Regions from separate parts of the Mus musculus genome. Here region 1 is linked to region 2. Evidence: chromatin contacts called from public HiChIP or PLAC-seq data. All regions are on one chromosome and are shown on one strand. Each heading gives the region's core, a stretch centred on a gene start, on an enhancer-like site or on the middle of the called end of the contact. The rest is flanking DNA. Distances are from core to core; before and after follow the strand shown. Region 1 overlaps Adra1a (adrenergic receptor, alpha 1a). Region 2 has its middle 22 kb from the start of Gm41184.

Evidence for each region. HiChIP or PLAC-seq counts read pairs in DNA pulled down with a chosen protein or histone mark.
Region 1: a contact with region 2 is called in an H3K27ac HiChIP or PLAC-seq map of VIP interneurons, with 3 times the contacts expected there. The contact joins two enhancer-like sites. A contact is called at or near these places in 2 of 484 Hi-C or Micro-C datasets (both in nephron progenitors) and 3 of 115 datasets of contacts at active chromatin or transcription factors (VIP interneurons, differentiating embryonic stem cells and embryonic basal ganglia).

The regions. Positions count from the first base shown.
Region 1 is chr14:66,718,581-66,722,639 of GRCm38.p6, reverse strand. The region is part of intron 2 of Adra1a (adrenergic receptor, alpha 1a); the gene reads right to left. Among named protein-coding and RNA genes, the nearest start is that of Adra1a, 85 kb to the right of the region's middle. Within about 2 kb of position 2,054, at least 6 of the 459 cell types and tissues checked have an H3K27ac peak or open chromatin away from gene starts, as enhancers often do. A contact at or near this core is called in VIP interneurons, where this site is marked.
Region 2 is chr14:66,492,707-66,497,047 of GRCm38.p6, reverse strand. No RefSeq gene overlaps it. Among named protein-coding and RNA genes, the nearest start is that of Gm41184, 22 kb to the right of the region's middle. RefSeq lists an enhancer at 1-4,307. Within about 2 kb of position 2,202, at least 127 of the 459 cell types and tissues checked have an H3K27ac peak or open chromatin away from gene starts, as enhancers often do. A contact at or near this core is called in VIP interneurons, where this site is marked.

The sequences.
Region 1 (4,059 bases), core at 805-3,304, 230 kb before region 2:
TAGTTGACTGAATGGCCAAGTGTCCTTGCTTTCCCTGTGCTTGTGGCTGCCCTGTGGCATGCAGCTTTCTTTTCTAACCATTGTAGCCCCTCACTTCTCTCCTCCAGCTTTCTTCCTATGGTCTTCCGTCTTCTATGCACTTTCTTTCTGGTCCTTGGTTGTCTTCTGTGTTGGCATTTCTCTCTTGTGTCTCTCCCATTCTGTACCATTTGCTGTCAAACACCCCAACATCTCTTGTCATGCTTTCCAGGAAGAGTAAGTTTTCTGAAGCCCCTATGTGTGAAGCGTGTGCTTCTTTTGTCCCCATAGCTGTGATTCATCCCTCAGTGACCTCTGTCCTGACTTTGCCTCCAGGGATCCAACAGCAATCAGCTTAGTTCCTGGAACATCTTGCCCTGTAGGTCAGGTCACCTTTCACGTGTGAGTTTGCCTATTTTAATTCTTGGGCTTTAGAAATTTTTTTCAATGCTTTGGAGCTTTCAAGAAAATATTTATTTATTTATTCATTCATTCTCAAAGTGGGGCATGTGTGTGTGTGTGTGTGTGTATGTGTATTTTATGTGTGCATTTGTCTGACTGTGTCACAATGTGTTTGTGAAGCTCAGAGGAAATACTTTCCGTGGTAGATTCTTTCCTTCTGCTTTGTTGAGGCAGGATGATGATGATGATGATGATGATGATGATGATGATCTATTGTTTGTTCTGTACAGTTCTATGTATTTTAAGCCAGATAGCCAGTTGATTTTGGATCTTGTCTCTGCCTCCCATCTCACTGTAGGAGTGCCAGGATTATAGACGATTATGATTATTATACTGCACGCATCTGGCTAAAGGTGGGATTCAGGGACTGAGCTTGTTTGCCAGGATCTGATATGAGTGCTTTTTACCTACTGTGCCATCTCCTTGGTCTGAGACAATTAAATTTCCATCCACTATTAGTTGCTGCAGGTTTTTGGATTCTTTTTCAACCGAAACCCTGTGACCACTTCAAAACCAGCTGGCTCGAGGCAGGTGGAACAGGTGCTCATGGCTGAAAGCCAACAGAAACAATCTTCTCAGAATCCTCACTTCTATTGTAGAAGCTTCTAGGTCCCAAGGAGAAACGGACACTGGAAAATTTCGATGAAGCCTCCTGGTCTTTTACTTAATAGCCTAACCATTGGGAACACCCAGCTTCTCATTTTTGACCTGGGGCTCCATCAGTGTGTTGGCATGTTGGTAAGGAGACACTGAAAGTCTTGGCTATTACAGTTGTGTTTCAGCTATGAGGTGACAGTGCTGGTTTGGTATTTAGAGGGCTCTCTTTTCTAGCTCAATGGCTTCTTCCTGAATCAGGGGGACTGAGTATTGAAAGTATGGAATCAGAAAGCTTTTAGCTTCCCAGTACGTGTGCTTTGTATTAGCTATTTGAAAGCTTGAGGTCCTGATGACAGCTCTCAGAGACTCTAGATTTGTGGTGAGTTCCTGGTAAGTGCAGCCATAGAACTTCTAGGCTTTAAGCATTGGCAGGACTCTAGTGACCAGCAACCTCCCTCTGCCCTGTAGAGATCAAGACAATTAAGCTGAACAGGGCAGTGGTTACCCCAAATTTGCATGCCTCTTCTGTGAATGGGTCAAGACCAGACTCAGATCTTAGTTCACTTTACCCTTGCCCACCAGCAATCTTCATGTGCCATTTAGCAATCCAGCGATGGTGCGGGCAGTGTTAAGCGGTAGTGCAAGCAGCTTCCATTGTATGGCACATTTAAGAAGGAAGAGTGACCTGGTATAATTAATACCTGCATCATTTAAAAAGTTAAAATGTACTGTTCAGAAAGCTTTTCAGAATATTCTTATTATCATATTTTGAAAAATTAGAGTTTAAATGAATCTAGATTAAAAAAAAGACAGACTCTAAAGGAGAATTTGATGTTATGCAACCATGGGAGAAAATTACTTTTAATCGTTGATTATTGTTCAACCAGTGGTCTCAGTAGTAGGCCTGGTACATATCCAGTGAGCATAGAGGGGAAACAATTGGCCAGTTTGCCATGCCAAGGAGCTCCAGTGCCAAGTCACATTCAGTCCAAACCAGTTGGCACCTTAAAGGAGAAAATTGCCTCATCCAACCAAACCCCAGAGAAATGCCATAGGAATGATAGCGAAAGAACAGAATCAAGTTTCTTAGTCTCCCGGGGTCTACCAGATGGCCTGTGTTGAGTGCCTAGTTTGGCTGTGTCATAGTGACCCGACTGAGCTCTTCGTGGGGTCACATCCAGGCCACATTGGGACAGTTTTCAATTACCAGAATTCTTCCGAGTCTTCACATGGAGTGATGACTAGGAATCACTAAGAATGCTGCCTGGATTAGCCCATACAGAAACTCAAGCTCACAACTCAAGACAGGTATACAGGTTCCCTGTGAACTTCAATTCAAGCCATTGGATTTACCATTTTCATCCTCTTGGGGAGAGGCCATCAGTTCCGTTTAGCACCTTACAGTGTTCTGTGCTCGTGGGCAACATGGCTAAGCCTGGGTAGCTAGTGAGGAGAAGCTGATCCTTTGCCTGCTGTACCTCATTCACCCTGTATCCCACGACATTGCCCAACTTTGAAGTAGGAGCAGCAGATGTGACTTGAGGGCCTTTCTGGAAGGATCTCTCCTATTCCTTCTTCTATCTAACTGTAACTACAAACTACATGGTTCTCATTGTCTGCTTAAGCGTAGACAAGTGGCCCCTTCTTTGAGAAAGTCAGCATGTTGGGTCTTTTAAGAAATGGTAAGCATATGAGAAAGGGTGGGTCTATGGGAAGACATGGTGAGTGAGAATAATGTATGAACTGAATAGAAGGGCAAACTTGGGTCCCAGTTTGGAATGGAATGATTAGCTATTCTCCCAGAGACAGAGACAGACCATTACTCTCAGATGAGGAAAGGCAAGAAGACAACAAATGGAAGATGAAGTACACTTCGAAGCCTTCTCTGCTTATCCCAGGACAGCCCTCCAGATCCAGAATATTTTCCCCAAATGCATCCAAGTTGCCCAAACCAGAGCTCTTCAAAAGTCCTGTCTCCCCAGCCAACAATTCTCTGAGTACCAGTTCTCTCGTTCAAAATGAGGAGCATCTGCCTGATGACATGGGTCACATTGTCTTTTTGTTGCTCATTAGACAGAGTCCAAACTTATCAAATAGCATCTGGTAATTTTGAGACCCTTCATCAAGACCCTGTGTTTATTTGTATACAATACTCTCTTCTATTATTGTTTTATCTCCATTAGTTATTAACAAATACTTCTCAGAGTCAGGCAGTGTGGTGGGAACTGTAAAGGAGGTGGTCAGAGGCAGGCACGTGGGTCCTGCCTGTGGAGCTCAGTCTATACACATGCCCAGTCAATGCCTGTGCGCATGAGTTATGAGGTTCTAATACACAGGCTTTCTTCTTGGCATGGCAGACTTATGCTGTCTTTTCATTGATCCACAGAGACCACTACAGTATCTGAGACATAGATGTGGTTCTTCACTCCATTCTCCTCTTCTCAGTGACCTCCCTCCTACAGATACTTAAGGATAAATCTATTCCATTCTTTTTATTTTCAAAGTTCCACTCATCTATAAGGCCCTGTATACCTGCAGTTTAACCTTTCTCACACTTTCCACTATTTCAAAGCAGTTATTAGTTTCTTCTCTAGCATCTTCTATTTTCATTTTCTTTCCATCTATCATCTATCTATCTATTTATCTATCTGTATCTGTTTGCATTTATTTATTTATTCACCTATTTATTTATTTAGTCCCCAAGAGGACAGACCATTTCAGTTTTGACTCTGGTGCTGTATCCCCAACATTAGCAACAGCTTTTAGCATATGTAGGCTCTTGACGGCATTGTGGAAGGGGTACTTTATCTTTATGACTCTAGTGTCTTGGTGATGGGCACAGTGCTCAATGAATGTTTATGGGGTTCATGGATGGTCTTTGTTGATGGAAGAAAATGGTATTTAGAATAAAATTCCTGCTTCATTGACTCACAACTATAAATACACACACACACACACACACACACACACACACACACACAC
Region 2 (4,341 bases), core at 953-3,452:
AGATTGGGTTGCCAGTACTCTCCAAGGGGACTACGTAAAGAATGATGACTTAGAAGGACAATCCCCACATAGATACTGAAGGAAAGTCTTTAAGGTATGAAGGACAATGGCTAAGAATCTCAGGGACGTGGGGCACACTGGAAGGCAAAGAGATATGGTGTGAGTCTCCAAGTGGGCAGGAGTTCAGTAGAGGCCTGGGGGAGGGGGGAGGGGCTCAATCCGGAGGCCCTGTTCCATGCAGGTGAATTTTATGAATAAAATCATGGTACTTAGGAGGGCTTCAAAGGCAGCTCCAAGCAGCCCACACATTTAACAACTGAACCATCCTGTCCCTTTGGGCATTAGTGTGTGGCTTTTAAGGATATTCATGTCCACGTCAACCTGAGGTAGATTTGCACTTCTTCCATTTCCCCTGCTCTGTGCTTGGTGCTGTTGAGTCCCTCACTCAGCACAACATGGTGGAAGGGAGAATTGAACTATAGAAACCTCAAACGCTACCAAGCAGGGCTTGACTTAAATTTTGTTACTTATATAGACCTGTGAAAGAAATGGAGAAGACGTTTAAAATGCAGACTAATCCTAAAGGTTTGTGCGTATTTGTCAGGTTGCAGAGCAGAGGTGAGAATAACTGGGCTCTTTTCTTTCTAAACCTTTTGCCTTGGATATTCTAGGCAAGCACTTTACCACTGAGCTATAGACCTGCCTCTCTGAACTTCTTTATTTAGAGACAGGCTCTCGCTACATTGCCTAGGCTGGCCTTGACCTCACTCTGTAGCCCATACAGGCTTTGAATTTGCAAGTGTCCTATTGCTACCCCCCACCCCCCACCCCCCACCCCTGAAATTGTAACTGCAATTTCAGGCCAGTGCCACTGGACTCCATCTCTGCACTCTGACAAGTTCTGCATCTTGCTCTTGGCTCTTGCTCATGCAGAAGAAAACTTCTCTGACTACGGCTGAGAGCAGCCTGGGTCTATGAGTATAAGCATAAATATTTAGAAGGCAATTTGATAGTATGGCCGTTTAGCCAAATAAGAGCAGTCAGCTCTATCCTAGGGTCCGTGACTTCCCAGGTATGGGCTTTGGACCAGGGTTTATTTGTTCACTTGGAGATAAGCAAATGTCATAAAAGCGGCACACACATTCTCTACAACTGTAGCTCATCCAGATAAACATCACCTGGTCATGGGACTGCAGTGGAGATCCTGCTTATACATTTTGGAGGATAAGAGAGATTGTCCCAGTCATTGTATCCTCTGCATGCTTCCACTTTGTTATTCTCTCTCTTTATTCCCCTCCCCCCATCCCATGCATTACAGGTAGGTGTGGTTTGCAGGATGTTGGGAATGGGATGGAAGAGAGGCAAGTGGAAAGAAAACCGAGTTTGGGAAAACAAAGCTGTCAAGGGTCAGAGAGCAGAGATTGGCTTTCACTTTTCTTTGGTGTTCTGGAATTCATGTTTTGAAATATTTTGAACCTAAAGGAGATGCACAGGAGACTCTTGGATGTGACAGCATGTTCATTACCTAGTCCATGGTGATAGGGTGGGTGTGTACACATGCCCAAACTCATCAAACTGTAACCAAGTATGTGTGGGTCTTGTGTATGTTCGCTATATTTCAGTAAAACTGTTTATTTGCTTGCTTGCATGTTAAGGAAACTGGTGTGCTGGAGAGATGACTCAGCAGTTAAAAGAAGCACTTACTGAATTGTAGAGGAAGAATTCAGGTTTCTAGTATCCATATTGTTGTGGCTCATAGCAACAAGTAACTCTAGCCCTAGGGGATCTAATGCTCTCTCTTGGCCTTTGTAGGCAAACACACACACACACACACACACACACACACACACAGAGAGAGAGAGAGAGAGAGAGAGAGAGAGAGAGAGAGAGAGAGAGAGAACATATATTCACACAAATACACAATCCTCAAAAATAAAAATAAATCTTAATTTTTTTCTTTCAAAAGATGGAAGTTATAAATGAGCTTAATTTTAAACGGTATTCACTCTTTCATTGAACGCCTGAAGTACCCACTGTGTGTCAGCCCTTTGCTAGACACTGGTGTAGAAGCGAGTTCTCATCTCTGATACATCTATCCACGAATGCACAAAGAGCACAGGGAGCTATCAGTACTGAGCTCTGATGGTGAAGCTTATGATAGGAGCTCCAAGTGCCATGGTAACCGCAGCAGGGGCTGGTCTGGCCTGGGGGCGGTCCCGGGCTGTGACTCATACAGCTATCAGTGACAAGCAGAGCAACCTCCCCCACAGACTTCAGCTGGAGGGGGAAAATCAATTTTCTTTGCCATCACCATCTTATTCACACATGAGTATGCCCTCATTCCTATTCACTTGCTCCTGAAAGCTGTCTCTTTTCAGTGGCTCCAAACACAAAGACTAAACAAAGGCGATTGCAGAAGGGCAGACAAAGCCAGAGAGAGCAAGTCTCATTCTCTGTAAATGCCAGATTTTCTGCATCAGTGGGGCTGCAGCTGTGACAAGCATCAGGCTGTTTCCTAAGGCGAGTATTTCCTAACACACCATGGAAAGAAAATATTAGTATCATCAGGGGGGACAGGCAAATAGGCTCAATTATTATAAAATTTTGTGGATAGACAATTTTTCACAATAAGAGGAATTTGGCATGTTGAATAAACATAGAAAATTATATTGTTAATATAAAGTATGGCCACATTTTTCTGCTTTAATCTACAAGCGGGTGAAGAACTAAGTCCTATTAAGGAATTTATCCTGCTGTTTTGTACGAGCTTCCGAATATAGTTGGCACATAAGGACCAACTATTCAGGTGCAGCAATTTATAAAGTGTCATTTCACCTATTTGGTTGTCCACTATCAAGTGGTCAGCCCAGAAATCATACACAAACAGACAACACTAAATAGACTGAGTAAGTTGTATCCATATATTTAAGAGAGGACAAAGCAGGGAAGGGTCACATGGTCAGATGGGGGAGATGATAGGGAAGCAGGGACCATGGTGTCATTTACACTTTAACTTGTTTGCAAAAGTTAAAAATTAATCTTAAAAAACCCAAACAAACCAACTGTAAGGAAATGTTATTCTGTGCACAGCAATTAGAGACCAAATCAATTCATCGCCTTTGTGTAGGGACTGCTGTGGGGGAGGCTACTTTTCCAAGCTGCTGATAAAGCGTGATGTGACAATCTGATTCACACCAGACTTAATCAGCATGGGCCAGGGAGTGTCTAGTCACCGAGTAGACACAGATCAGTAAATTAATGCCAGGTGAGTAATTAAAAGTGTTTCCTGGGTATGGATGACACCTCTGGACGCAGCATGAAATAGATCCCTTTGTATTCCACACCATGTTCTCTCCCAGCATGCCTCTGGCCTTTAGTCACTGAGAGACTAAATGTCTGCTGCAAAAAGCCTGGAGTTAGGAAATCTATCTATATTCTGGTCTCGAGATTACGGGAAGTTATTTGACCTTAGGAAATGGATAATAAAGTCCTAATGCTAACTTTGGTTTGCCCATCTGCAAAATTAAGGTGTTTAAGGCAGGATCAGGAAAGGACCAGAACAAAGGCATGCAGGTACGAGTCCAAGCGAAATGTCCCCATAGTCGTGCACAATATGATTTACATGTACTGATAAAATTCATGTTGGAATTGAGTCAAGGGATATCGAGAATAGAATTCACATTTATAAACCCATAAAAGCAAGCACAACTGAAAAGCCTATGTCTATGTCTGTGCATGTGTGTATAGATAATGAGACTTCCCTGCAAAAGGAAGTCACTTATTAAAGAATTCTACATCCCGGACATACAAGGACCTTTAAGGACCATGGAGCAATTCAAAGGAGGTAGTTAGAGATTGCTAATATATTAGGTTAACATAGGTTGAATCACTTTTCTAAACAAATGCATAATAGATAGAGAGAAGGCTGATAAATGGGACCCTAGTGTGAGGGCCAGAGGCACAGAATAATAGAGAAGCTTTGTTACTGAGACCTGTATCCAGGAGTAACTCACAGAGCCATCTGTGATGAACTCTAGTTGTAGAGTCCAGGCAGGAGGAGAGGGGAAGCGAGCACACTAAAGCACCACTGATTTGGAGCAAACAGGTGATTTTATTTATCATTTTTAATAATAGCTAACTTATTCAGTCTCTTTAATTGGGGTCTCAGCCATGCCACAGAACACATGGGCATGTCAGAAGAAAGTCTGTGGGAGTCTGTTTTTTCCTTCTACCATGTGAATCCCTGGGAATGAACTCAGGTGGTTAGACTTGGCTACAACCACCTTAACCCACTAAGCCATCTCCCTGGCTCTGAGTAAATGGTTTTAACAATGATTGTGT